3 separate regions of the Mus musculus genome follow, and all the other regions are linked to region 1. A link is a contact called in public Hi-C and HiChIP or PLAC-seq data. All regions are on one chromosome and are shown on one strand. The core of a region is the stretch at or near the end of the contact, and the rest is flanking DNA. Distances in the headings are between cores, read along the strand shown. Region 1 overlaps Rptor (regulatory associated protein of MTOR, complex 1). Region 2 overlaps Baiap2 (brain-specific angiogenesis inhibitor 1-associated protein 2). Region 3 overlaps Rptor (regulatory associated protein of MTOR, complex 1).

What was found. Hi-C and Micro-C count contacts between places; a contact is called where the count stands out from the background. HiChIP or PLAC-seq counts read pairs in DNA pulled down with a chosen protein or histone mark.
Region 2: a FOXA1 HiChIP or PLAC-seq map of pancreatic cancer cells shows a contact between it and region 1. The contact joins two enhancer-like sites.
Region 3: a contact with region 1 is called in a Hi-C map of bone marrow-derived macrophages, with 34 read pairs. The contact joins two enhancer-like sites. A contact is called at or near these places in 1 of 15 datasets of contacts at CTCF or cohesin (the NIH/3T3 cell line), 2 of 484 Hi-C or Micro-C datasets (bone marrow-derived macrophages and uterus), 7 of 115 datasets of contacts at active chromatin or transcription factors (differentiating embryonic stem cells, embryonic stem cells, epiblast stem cells and 1 more) and 3 of 9 other capture datasets (adipose tissue, liver and pancreatic islet).

The regions. Positions count from the first base shown.
Region 1 is chr11:119,794,691-119,798,837 of GRCm38.p6, forward strand. It overlaps Rptor (regulatory associated protein of MTOR, complex 1), which reads left to right. Exons shown (of 34, transcript NM_028898.3): 8 at 4,079-4,147. Among named protein-coding and RNA genes, the nearest start is that of Rptoros, 38 kb to the right of the region's middle. Within about 2 kb of position 1,916, at least 79 of the 459 cell types and tissues checked have an H3K27ac peak or open chromatin away from gene starts, as enhancers often do. A contact at or near this core is called in bone marrow-derived macrophages and pancreatic cancer cells, where this site is marked.
Region 2 is chr11:119,968,065-119,972,211 of GRCm38.p6, forward strand. All of the region lies in intron 3 of Baiap2 (brain-specific angiogenesis inhibitor 1-associated protein 2), which reads left to right. Among named protein-coding and RNA genes, the nearest start is that of Gm11767, 27 kb to the left of the region's middle. Within about 2 kb of position 2,212, at least 36 of the 459 cell types and tissues checked have an H3K27ac peak or open chromatin away from gene starts, as enhancers often do. A contact at or near this core is called in pancreatic cancer cells, where this site is marked.
Region 3 is chr11:119,638,391-119,642,537 of GRCm38.p6, forward strand. The region is part of intron 1 of Rptor (regulatory associated protein of MTOR, complex 1); the gene reads left to right. Among named protein-coding and RNA genes, the nearest start is that of Rptor, 38 kb to the left of the region's middle. Within about 2 kb of position 1,776, at least 16 of the 459 cell types and tissues checked have an H3K27ac peak or open chromatin away from gene starts, as enhancers often do. A contact at or near this core is called in bone marrow-derived macrophages, where this site is marked.

The DNA of each region.
Region 1 (4,147 bases), core at 666-3,165:
GCAGCACTCTTGGGATGGCCAGGTTCCCTTTCTTCCACCTTGCTCACTTCAAGAGCTGAGAAAGACCCTGAGGACACAGCTGAAGAATAGCGTTTAAACTGACTCCTTTCCTGTCCCCGTGCACAGCTGCCAGCTGCCATAAAGAGTTAGGATTCTATCCACTGGGCGATGGGGAGTCTTAGCAATGAGTGGGAGTTGCCGCTGTTTTCAAGTAGAAGTTCTGTGACTCAGGTTTGTGGGCTGCTGAGATTATGCAGTGTGCTCAGCACTCTGCCAAAAACTATAAGAAGATTGATACATATCGAGGAACGAAAGCCATTGCCCATAGGAATTTATTATCTAGTTACAGAGGAGATTAGCATAGAGGAGCAATGGTGAATAAGTAATAAAAAGAACACAAGCAAGGGCTTCGAGGAATGCCTGAGCTCCTCAGAGGTGAATGTTGTTAAAGATTTGAAGGTTATGCAGGAGCTTCACTAAGCTGTCAGGCCCAGGGCATCTTGAGCTACACAGAATAGATGGAGATCCTGCTACACTGAGTGGGACCTGGCCCCAGGGGAGCCAGAGTCTCTGACCCACGAAGGAGCGTGGGCAGCATAAGCAGACAGACAGAGGCCAGCTCTGACGTCTCCAGCACTGTGATGTGACTCTGGGCCAGCCAGGAGAAGAATGGATGGAGAGTGGTAACAGGTCAAACACACTCAGCCCTCAGCTTGCTCGGTTAGTAATGGTTTCGAGGCCCAGAAGGGAATCTTCTGTTTTCAGAAGTCTTTATTCTGTGCCTCAGAGGCCTGGATGTTCCCCCCTGTGTCGTGTGCCCAGGTCTAGCTGGGACATGCTCAGCCTGCTCTTCTCCTGCTCATCTTGCTACAGATGCCTAGCAGTCCTTAGAGATTCTAAGTGGAGACACTCAAGTCTGAGCAGTGGGGAAACTTGCTTTGCTGTTGGCTGCCCTGTGGTTTTCTAGCTGTGAAGGAGAGAGCAAGCACAGGAGGAGCTCTGGTTCATGTGGGTCAACAAGACTTGGGCATCATCAGCTTGCTGTAAGCCTACCTCCTGCAGCCCTGGTCCAGTTATTCCTAGTCCTCAGTACCTTGTGAGGCAGATGGTAGGCCAAATGTGTCCAGTTGTTCTCCACTTTCCCCCAAGGCCTCCAGCCCCACTTTGTGAGAATGAAGAGAATACCTTCCTGGGAGGTGGCCCGTGTGCAGTGGCACACATGGCCGTAGTCTCCAGTCAGTAGTCAGCCTGTCACAACTGGTCTGAGTGTCAGTACCCAGCTGAACAATAGGTTTTTGTACAGGCTAGCTTTGTGCAGCCCCATGTGAGGATTAGGTGGGGAAGGCTATGCTAGTGAGACACAGATTGGTGTGTTGCTCATAGGAATGAATGCATAGAACAAGAAATGTCTTCTCACTGAGGTTTGGATGACCACTGTTGTAACAAGGCCTGTCTGTCAACTAGGTGAAGAAGGGAAATGGACAGTCTTGCTGAATGACTGCAGAGGTCATGACAAGGGCCGGGGGGGCGGGGGGGGGGGTGCGCTCGGGATGAAGAGAGTATGGCCCAAGATGATGCCAGATGGCCATTCCAGAAGTTGCCCCACCCTGAAGTTATCATGTGCACAGCAGTGGAGACATTTAAAAGTGGTCACTCTGTGGCAGTTGGTAGTCAGCAGCGATAGCCTGGGTGTTGAAGTCAAGGAAGATGAGCCCTGGCAGGAAACAGAGAGCTGCAGGGAGCAGTGTCTGTGGGAAGATGGGAACAAGATGGGAATAAGCCCTCGTGCCGACAGCAACAGCGGGAGGGGAAGGAGGGAGGGAGAGCTGAGGAGGCGGCATGCCCCTGCCAAGGAGGTATCTGGCTGCCACGGCATCTGCTGTGCAAGTGTGACCTGTTTTATTTTAGTCCCGTGTGTGTCACACATAAGGTTAGTTTTTGTGACTCAGAGCCGAGACACAGGATGCAGAAGTTGCCCAGCCACAGCACAGCTGGGACTAGAATTTGGCTTCTCATCTTTCAATCCTGTGATCATTTTCCACATTAAGTTTGTCCTTGGTTAGCACTGAGGAGTTAAATTTTAAAAGAGCCCCTGTGCTTGTCAGTGGACTTTGTAGGGCCTAGAGAAGCTTCCTGAATGGGGTGAGGTCTCAGGTTGGATCCCTCTGGGTCCTACTGTAGCCTGTGATGATCCAAGATAGGCTCCCAGTTTCCCAGGCACAGAAGCCACAGCTCCAAAGTGAGGAGTAGGCTCACTTCTACCTTCGTCATCCCAAAAAGGACCTGTCTGCAGACGAGCCAGCAGCCACATCACTGCTCGCCCACTAGACAGGTACTCAGTCAGTCAACATGACTGATCTGTCTGCAGCAACTGGGCAGATTCTTTGCCTATGTCCTCATGACAATCTCGGGGGAAATTGGTGGTTGGGGGTGGGGGGTTCAGGTTGCTGTGGGATCCTAACCCAGACAACACATGCTCTGCTCACAGTGGCTGTCGGGGACCGAGGCTAGGGTAGAGAATCTTGCCAGCCCACTTCTCACTGCCGAGAAGACAGCTTTGGTTCACATTCCCAGAGACTGTCCCTGAGAAAACAAGGTGATCTGTGGTGACTTCACTTGACTCCAGGCATGTGGGCTCTTCCTGTTAACAGTCTAGGTCTGGAGGCAGACCATGCTCAGGCTCTGGTTCTTAGAGGCCCTGTACCTCTCCCCAAAACACTGCCCAGTGCACAAGGCACCAGCCCCATACACGCACACCTCCATGTGGTGGTCTCCACGGTAAAGAGCAGTAAGGACAACCCCATGCTCAGTGGAAGGGCAAGCCAGTCCCCAACACCCCATGCCGAGTTCCTCCCTGGGCCTTGCTTTCTCTTTAGTAGTAAGGTACGTAATGGTCCCCATACATGCTCAGCACTAGGCTGTGTGATAGCATGCCAGCCTTTGGAAATAAACCTGATGTAAATGTCATGTGTCGTTTACCCCCTCTCCCACACACCCTTTTCTCTCCTATCACTAAACCACCTTGAATATAAGGACATATTTTTGTTTCTAAACCAAATGGAATTCTTAACAAGAACGAGCTTACTCAGTGTAGCTGTGTTAGGTAGGTAGCCTGGCCCTGCTCCCCTCTGTTCCTGAGTCTTTGTCTTTGAGTTGTTCTTACTGACAATACCATCAACTAGGTGACTATAATGGGAATTATTAATCTGTTCCACCTTATAAATAGCAAATCACACTCTAGTCTCTAAACCAAATCACTGTGAAGATTTTCCTTCTGGGAGGAAGAAAGAGTTTCTAGTCAGATATAATTAAACGTGCTACCTAGTGGGTAAAATTAAGCTTGCTGCAGAGCAGAAAGAAGCATGCCCACACCTTAGGGCTTTGAACTACTCTGGTCTCCAATGGACATATGCTTGCCACAGACATGGATGCTCTGCCCTGTCAGGATGCAGAGCCTTCTCCTGGGTTAGCACTCAACACAGCTTTCCTTCACCTCCCTTTCCGTCGTGGAAGTGGCCACTCCCTCCCCAGTCTCTCCCTTGAGTGTCTGCAGTCTCTGCACTGCCTGGCCTTTCATGCATGCACATGCTGTGTGCTTCTCATCCGTCCTTCCCACTGGTTGTACTCTAGTGGACCAGCTGAATGACCGCGAGGTGAGTAGGCTGTGCCGGGGAGAACTCTCTTCCTCAGCTCTTACAGACTGAAATGTATGGATCCCCTGACAGCACAAGATGTGTCCCTGAGCCCCGTTGGCTTGTGCTACGTGTGTGGAACTGTGCAACCGTGTGTTGGCAGCTGTTCTCTGTCCACACACACAAAGGCAACAGAAAAACTGTCGGTGTGTCTTCAGTGGAGAGGGAAAAGTAGGAACTGCTGAGGGTGAGCCTGCGTAGTTTCTTGTCTCCTTCAAGAAGACATGTGGGAACTGTGGGAATGCTAGGGACTCTAGGAGGCCTTCCCAGCCACAGCCCTGCCTGCTGTCTTTGAGCCTGAGGCTCTCCCTCTCTGTTCCCACATCTGACTCCCTGGCCTATTTCAGTAGGCATGGCAGCACTAATGCAGTGGACATCTTGTCTAGGATCCCTGGCCGGCTGAATGACCGGAGGACCCCTCTGGGAGAGCTGAACTGGATCTTCACAGCCATCAC
Region 2 (4,147 bases), core at 962-3,461, 170 kb after region 1:
ATCACCAGATGCTCACATTTCAGTCAAAGTTGACATGGGGTCACTCCAGGTGTGGCCAACAGCTTCTGTGGGCAGGCCTCTCCTTCCCTGGGCTTCCCTAAGGCAATAGTCATCAGGAATGTGGGCACACACATCAGGCACCTGCATACAGACCACAGCAGCTGAGAGAATGGGGACCTATGCTTCCCAACAGACCTTTGCAATGAGGAGAGATGGGCTACTGGATGCTGTCAGAAACATGGGAAGGTACAGAGAGGGCCGAGGGTCTTCCAGTAGCCCTAGGTGGCAAACAGTACAGGATTTTTGTCCAGTAGCAAGACTAGTCAAGAGCCAAGTCTGAGATTAAAGGCATCTATGTAGCTGGTCCCCTAAAGAGCAGTTGCCACAGGGGTTAGATCATGTGCATTTTGGCATGTATACAGGAGGGAAGTTGAGGTGGCCTCAAACCAGGGACCCCTGAAATCACTTGGCTTTGAGACTTAGTTTCAAGTACTCCCAAAAACAAAATCAAAGAAATGAACCACAAAACGGTCCTAAAGGAGGAAGCAGCAGGTTTGGCTCAAACCTGTGATCCCAGCACTGGGGGAGCCCAGACAGTATGATTATATAGCCCAAGGCTACATGAGATTCTGTGTGAAAAAACTAAAAAATGGGCTGGAGTGATGGCTAAGCAGTTAACCTGGGATCAGCTTCTAGAATCCATATTAGCTCACAACCAGCTGTGGGCCTGACTGGTACACATATCCACATGCAGACAAAACACTTGTGTATATATAAAATAAATCTAAAAACGAGTTTTAACTAACAGTAACAGGTCCTATCTTTTTAATAACTGAAATCTTTTAACAACTCTGGGCTTGTGTTACATCATCCTTGGTATAAGTTTTATATTGGAAACACTTGATTCCTGACCTGGAGTCTCATGAAAGTAGTGTATCACTGAAGAATGGGCTCAGACATGTCCTGGATAGCCTGCGAGCTGAAGTGAGTATGGCATAGACAGTCCCACATCCACACAATGTCTAGGAATGCTAGACGCGTCTCTGAAGTGTCAGAGGACAGTGAATGCTGAAGAGATGAAAGGCAGACTGGAGCCCAGTCATCAGACAGGCGCTGGTCTGTGGGACAGCAGCCCTCAGGAAGGTTCTGAGCTGCCCATCCACCTTTCACCCCCCGTCTGTCTGTCTGCTGGAACTTTTGTCAAATCCCCAGGGTAGCTGGATCCCAGAATGGACTTCGGCTCGAGTTGCTGGTGTCTTCCACATCAGTAGTACTTCTTTCTGCTTAGACACTAGAGTTCTGAGGTCTTGGTGCTGCTGAGCATGTGAAAGTGCTGATGGCCTGGGCGCCTGTCCCTGTCGGGCTTCCTACCCTGTGACGCTTGCTCAGGACTCAGAGTTGATGCTGTACCAGGCTGACAAAGCAACATTGCTAACCAGCCTTTGAGGTATGCTTGTTCCCTCGGATCGGCTGATTTTAAGGGGTAAATTTACCCAGAAAGAAGATAGTGGACTCTATGTGTCCACTGTGGGCAGGAGCTTGGCTTCTCACACAAAGGGTCAAGTTTGCTTTACCAAAGGAGCTTAGGCGCCATGGATGGGAGTGGGGACATGGTCACTTCCTTCTCCAGTCAGACCTGAGTCTCCTTACAGACACCAGGTAGAAGAAGAGTCAGACAGGACTGAGGACCAGCAGGTCTCACTGAGATGATCTCTAGTGGACAAGGGCAGGGAGTGGCCCCGAGAGCCTGTTCCCTCGGAAGATTCTGACTGCTCACCTATATGGGGAGGACATTAGGTCTTGTCCCAACATCTTTGTCTCTTTGCCACAGTGGGACCTGTGCAGCAGCTGCCTCTGTACAATGACTCGAAGACATGTGGTCCACAACTGACTAAGGTGCCTGAAAATCCTCAGATAGGAGCAGTCCCCTGGATGACACTGGTCCAGGAACCTGAGCAGGCAAGATGGAAATAGTGGTCAGTGACTCAGGACAGTGGTGACATTGGATGCCAGCCTGAACTTGGCCCTGCCTCTCCCTACTTTCCTCAGAGTCCCTAGTATCCATGGTACAACTGTTGTCACAACATGGACATTGAGGTGGCTTTTGGACTTGTTCTGTTTCAGAACAACATGACTATAAGCTCTGCTGTCTACCGCTATCACCATGGCAACACAGCCATTGATTTTTCTCTTGGTCACCCCTTGGCCGCATTCCACTCTGGCTTTCCCATAGATGGGCGAAGAGCGTCTGAGGAACCAGTGTGTGGAGAGTAGCTGAGAGAAGGCAGGATTGGTAACTGTCCAGTGGGGAGGGGGGGAGGTTAGGGAGGGTTTGACTGTCTCACCTCCTGTCCGCCCCTCTTGCCTCCCGGTGGTTTTAACAGCACGGTGCCCTGGCAGCCCCCTCAGCTGTCTGTCTTCACCTAATGAGAGCTCTATATTCGGGCCTTGTTCAGGCGTATGCTAATTAGCTCTCAGAGGTGCCTTTCCGCTCTAGAAGCCACCAGAATAATTGAGCATTATGGATATTTGCTTCAGAAGGCTCTGGAAGGTAATGTGTGCTTCCAGCCAGGTTTGAGCAGCTGACCCCTTGGCATAGAGCCCCTCTGCTACTGCGGAGAGGATGGCAGTTCTGCCTCCTCTCAGAATGACTGGGGTGCTCAGCAGTCGAGCACCCACTGTTGACAAGCCAGTAGCACAGGGCTCCTACTGTTAGGCTCCTACTGTGCTCTGGGGGCAAACTGACCTCTAGGAAGCTATAGCATCTCCAATCACACAGGGGATGCAGGTGCCTCCTCTCCAGACCCTGCAACTCCACCTGGGCTGCTGACTACAGAGAAGCAGTCCCTGTCTGCCACCCTCTAAGACTTTGCATATGGAGCATTTCAGCCACTCCCATGGTCTGAGGGAAGCCTGTCTCTCTTCCAGCAGAGAACACAGTGGCCACGTTACAGCTGTGCTTATTAATGTGTCCTTCTGGGATGGTCTTCAGATGCTGCTTAAAATTGGGGCTCACATGGGGTCCTGTGGCCGCTGGATCCAGTTTCCTGAACCTGCAAGGGTTTGACTGACTGGCACCTCTGGTGGTGTGTGTGTGTGTGTGTGTGTGTGTGTGTGTGTGTGTGTGTGTTTTCCTTTCTTACTTTGGAGGGTCCAGGAGCAGAGTCCCTGATGGTATGTAAAGCAAACTTAGTTCTCCTGGACCCTTATTCCTGCCAGCTGGCTTCTCCACAAAATGCCCAGGGAACCCACTGAGATCTAGGACACAGGACTATGCACTGATCTTTGGCTGCATGAGCATGACTTGGGGTCTGGCTGGGACCCCTGCAGGTTTGCCACCACACCCATCCTGGCACCTGGTGGAAGAATCTCAGAGGGCAGTGCGCCCTCTGTCTCTGTGAGGAGACCACCAGGGACCTACTACTCAGAGACCCTGGGGGCTCTTTTCTCTTATTTATTTTTTTCATGCTTCGCTCACCCTTGCTGCTCAGAAGATGGGGCTGTCTGAGCAACGGCTCTCAGCAGGGGATGCTGTGCCTATAGTAATGGGGACAAGCAGCATTTAGCCCTTGCTCAGCTGGGCCTTCCCAGCGTTGGGAGACCTAGTCCTAGTAACTCTGGCAACCAGGCATTGCTTGGACACCTGCTGTCAGGGGCTGTAGCCCTTTCCTATGAACCCTGTAGTTGAGGTCTATTATGCAGGCCACCCGTTTCCGCAATGGAGCTCTATATGGGCTCTGGGGGTTAAACTTAGGTCACTGTGCTGAGTAGCAAGTGCTTTTACCCATAGAGCCATCTAACTGGCCAGATGTTCCCCCTTTCAAGCTCAGATCTATGAAAATGTCATCCTCTCCATGTTGGATCAGGGGCCCTTCACCTGGGGTTCACCTGGGGCCTGAAGGGCCTTGGGTGGAGTCTGGTCTTTTCCTGCCTCAGCATATCTGCAGGAGGCTGCTCAGTGCACTGAGCCCAGGCAAGGTCTACACTCCAGTTTTCTGCCACCTTCAGTCTCTCAGGTTCTCTCTTCCCTTCAGCATCTTGTCATCTGCACATTATAAGAACACTCTAGTTTCTGGGGGAGGGAGGAGTAAGACTGGATGTTTTAATTATTTTATTATATTTTTAATTATATTTGTGCTTATGGTGG
Region 3 (4,147 bases), core at 526-3,025, 160 kb before region 1:
TTCACTTTTACCCAGACCATCTGACCTATGGACTCTGTTGAGTAAAATTGAAAATAATTTAAAATCTAATTTGTCTTCTTGTCAAGCCAAGAGAAACCTATCAAGGAGACATTGAAGTAGATGAGGAGTAGTCCTACAGCTGTGCATTACCCAGAGCGTCAGATCTAGCGGCAGGTGTGCTTTGTAATCAGCGTTAACGTGCACTGAGTGGGAAGCTGGTAATTGCTGGGGCTGCTGCCTCTTTTGAAGAGTTTTAGGAGCGATGGTGAGGAAGTTGATTATTGCTTGTTGTACAGTTATGGTGTTGGATCCAAGTTTCTAAGACCTCTCAGCCCTTTATTCCTCGATTTGATGATTCCCTAAAGACACAGTGGGCTGGTTTACTGTTAGTGAGAGGATGGTGGATAAAACCAGCCTGGGGACCAGGTGTGTATGGTGAGGTCATGCAGCAAGTCAGCCATGAACTTCCTAGGGTGCTCTTCCCGTGTAGTCACCTAGAACGGCTCAAAGCTTCCCAGCAGTAAGTTAGGGCCACACACATGAAGTGGGGTCACCCTAAAAGGTTCCTTAGAGACTTAGCTGGGTGCTTGTCATGGGTACATCTCTGCCTGGCTTGTACCAGAACTCTTGGCTACAGAAGGCAGGCAAGGGGGTTCAGCATGTCTGTGTTGTATGTAGTTGGGGCTTGGTGAGCCAACCTTCCTGTAGGGGAGGGAGCTTTCCAGAAGCCACTGCAGCTGCAGTGGGTGGTTCACGTTGGCTCCAGGTAGCGCCTGACTGACTTCCATATGCATTGCTGTCTCACTCTAAGGCACAGAGGAGTCAGCAAATGTGTGTCACCCCGTCAGACAGTCGCACTAGCTCGCACGGATGTGTGCTAAGTTGTTCTCACTGAGAGAAGTAGCAGATATATTGGGGAAGAAAAAACTTTAGAATTCTTTAGAATTTTGTGTGAAGTAATGGGCTAGAACCGAACTTCCCTAGCTGATGTTCTGTGTCGACACTAAATGCTGCCTGGGAGTTGCTTTAGTGAGAGCACCAATGAATTGTAATTAAATATTAAGAACCTATAAAATATATTTGCATTACAAAAGTAGTTAAAGTAATTTTCTCAGTCTTCATAAATTTAGATAATAGTCATTAAACAAAATAATGAGCTAGTCTTTGAATGGAAGAGGCAAAGAAGCAGAAAATTGCCCCAGGAGCTGGGCTGCTGATGACACAATTTTGTGGCTGCAGAATAAAAGCCTGTGGGGTTGACAGATTCTTGATGCCTGACTGTGTGCTGCCCACTGCAACAGAAATGTCACCATTAGGTTAGGGATAGTTTCAGAGATGTGTTAAACTGGCTCATTGTGACTTCTCAAGTTTCCTAACTTGTTCCTGTTGTGATCCATTCTTAGGTGGGTGCTAAGCAAAACACCAGTTGAGCAGGGTGGTGGTCGTTGTCGTCGTCGTTGTCTTCTTCTTCTTCTTCCTCCTCCTCCTCCTCTTCCTCCTCTTCCTCCTCCTCCTCTTCTTCCTTTTCCTCCTCCTCTTCCTCCTCTTCCTCCTCCTCCTTTCTTCTTCTTTTAAAGGAGTCTTATAACATTAACTAAATTTGTGACCATTTTGCCTCATTCCCCCCAGTGCTGGTATCACACTCTCCCGTACCCGGCCTAGTGACTTTAAAAGAAGTGAGTGATGTTTTACCGACGGTGGTTAATGTGTCTTGTAGTTTGGTCCCTATTTCACTGATGCTGCCAGAGCTCTGGTGTTGGGAGTTGTCACTCATCACTAAGTTGTCACTGGGCACAGGCTTAGTCACTAATCATGCTTCAGTTTACAGCTATGCAAATAGGAAAGATCAACCACTTCTCTATTTTAAAATAAGCTTTTTATTTAAGATGGCTAGAGAGTCATACAGTTTAACCAACAGTGAAAACCCTGTGCACCTTTCTTCTCGACTGGGAAGCTAGTGTGGCAGCAGCTATGGGGGCAGCTCAGCACTGATGGGGCCGAGGCAGGAAGATTGGGAATTCAGGCCAATGTGAACTATACAATGAGACCATCTCAAACCAAAGCCTTAAGCCAAAAGCTGTCCCATAGCGTCACAGCCCTGGTCTTGACACAGACATTGGCAATCCACTCCAGAGCCCTCTTTGTTCTCAGTTGCACACGCTTCTCAGCTGGGCAGGCATGGGTCGTTTGTCATTTCAAGAATGTTGTGTAGCTGAGCGGTGTAGCATCTCACTTTTTGCAGTTGGCTTTTTCACTCTTGAATTCCCCAGAGTTTCATCCACATTGCACATCATTTGTCCCTCTTATTGCCAAGTATTGTCTGTGGCGTAGATGAAACTGCCGTTGTGTAACTGCTTATTCACCGAAGGACATTTGGGTTGCTTCAGTCATGAATAAAGCTGCTGCGAGCACTTATGTACTTTTTTCTCTGAATGTTAGTTTTCATTTCTTTGTTAGGAAGTGCAGTAGCCTGGCCTGCGGGTGCACGTTTATTTTCTCAGGAACCATTGCACCGAGCAGCTGCACCTTTGCAGATAGGCTCTCAGTATGTGGTTGCTGTTCCTGGAATGGAGCTGTGCAGTGTGGACTCTTCTAGGCCAAACTGTTGCTGACGAAATTTCGCCCGAGGCATCGGTAGCTGCTCCATGTCCAGAAAGCTCCAGCCCTCGGGCGCCCCTGTACCTGCCGGTCCTTGAGGCTGCACGGAAAGCTCTTCTTATCCCTTGAGCTGCATGCGATCTTTCAGGCAGGCCTTGTGGATGCTGCCCACTTGAGCTTTCTTCTTGGGGAATCACCTGTTTGTGTTTTGTTCTTTTCCCTATGGATTTTGTCTTTCGTTTTTTCTTTTTCTTCCTTTTTAAGTATGGACCATAGTAAGCTGGTGGTATATAAACAGTGAGCTGGCGATGCAATCAATGCTCTCTATCTTAAGTGTGTTTGTCTTGGTCCTGTATAAACAAACACCTGATGCTTCAGTGCAGTCAGCTTTGTCACCACTGTCAACCAGGCACTACTTTAGTATTTCATATTTCATATTTTCAGCCACCCTCCCCTGTATATTCTCCATTGCTTTGGATCTTGAGGTCATGAAGCTGTTCTGAAGAGAGTGAAATTGATTCTCACAGTGGGATCTTAGATGGACCTGCAGGATAAGGTAGAGTTTTACTTTATTCCATCATTCTGGCCAGTGTGGGGAACACGCTTGTATCTCTCTGGCTTTAGTTTCTCATGCTGCAGTTCTAGAACATTTACAGATGTTACAGAGTTGCAAGAGTCATTGCTTCCTTTCTGGCCATCAGAGTGGGTGTCACACAGCCTAAGATGTGGGCACAGTGCAGGATGTCCTGCCTAGCACAGTAGCTTTTCTTCCTAGGCATGTGCGTGGGATACCAAGGCTTCTCCGACTTGAGTTGCAGCCCTCCTGGAGACAGTGTTGTTGCTCTTGTGTGCCTGTGTTTGTCACAGTCTCTGGAGAGCAGGTTTTATACCAGCACATGAGTGTCATGGAGTCCAGGCTGGGTACCACAGTGTGCCATCTTTCTGTAGCATCCTTGCATTGCAAGAATAGGCCACGCATGGGGCAGGTGACTGGGCTTGATTCAGGTGTCAGGAAGCAGTGAGGCAGATGGTGAACAGTGTCTCAGGCAGCATGAAGGCAAGAAGCTTGCTCTTGTTTGGGAGTTGTCAGCAGGATACGTGAGTGCAGAGGGACGGTGACAAGGGAAGAGGAGGCCAAGCCATGGAGTTCTGTGAAGCAGCAGTGCATGAGCGAGCGTCCGTGTGGATCTTTTTAAGGAGGTTGCTTGGCTGGATCCCACTGCTCTCCCCGTATAACCTATAAAACCCCATCTGTCCTTCCCCAACCTTCCTTCACTGAGAAGACTCTGAACAAAGGACTGGTGCCAAAAGCCCAGTTCGCTGGCACGGATGCAACAGTCTGACATAACCAGTCCACCTAAGTCCCTGCCCAGGGGTTTAGCTTTGTACTGTAGCTGCGGATAGCCCAAGCGCCTGGCTAACAGGTCATCACTCCTGCCTGAGGTCTATAAAACCTTCCTGCCCTAGCCCAGGGTGCCCTGTTATTTGGGACCGATGAACCTGCCTGGCAGCGGTGCCTAATAAACCAAGCCTGCATTTATCTGCTTTA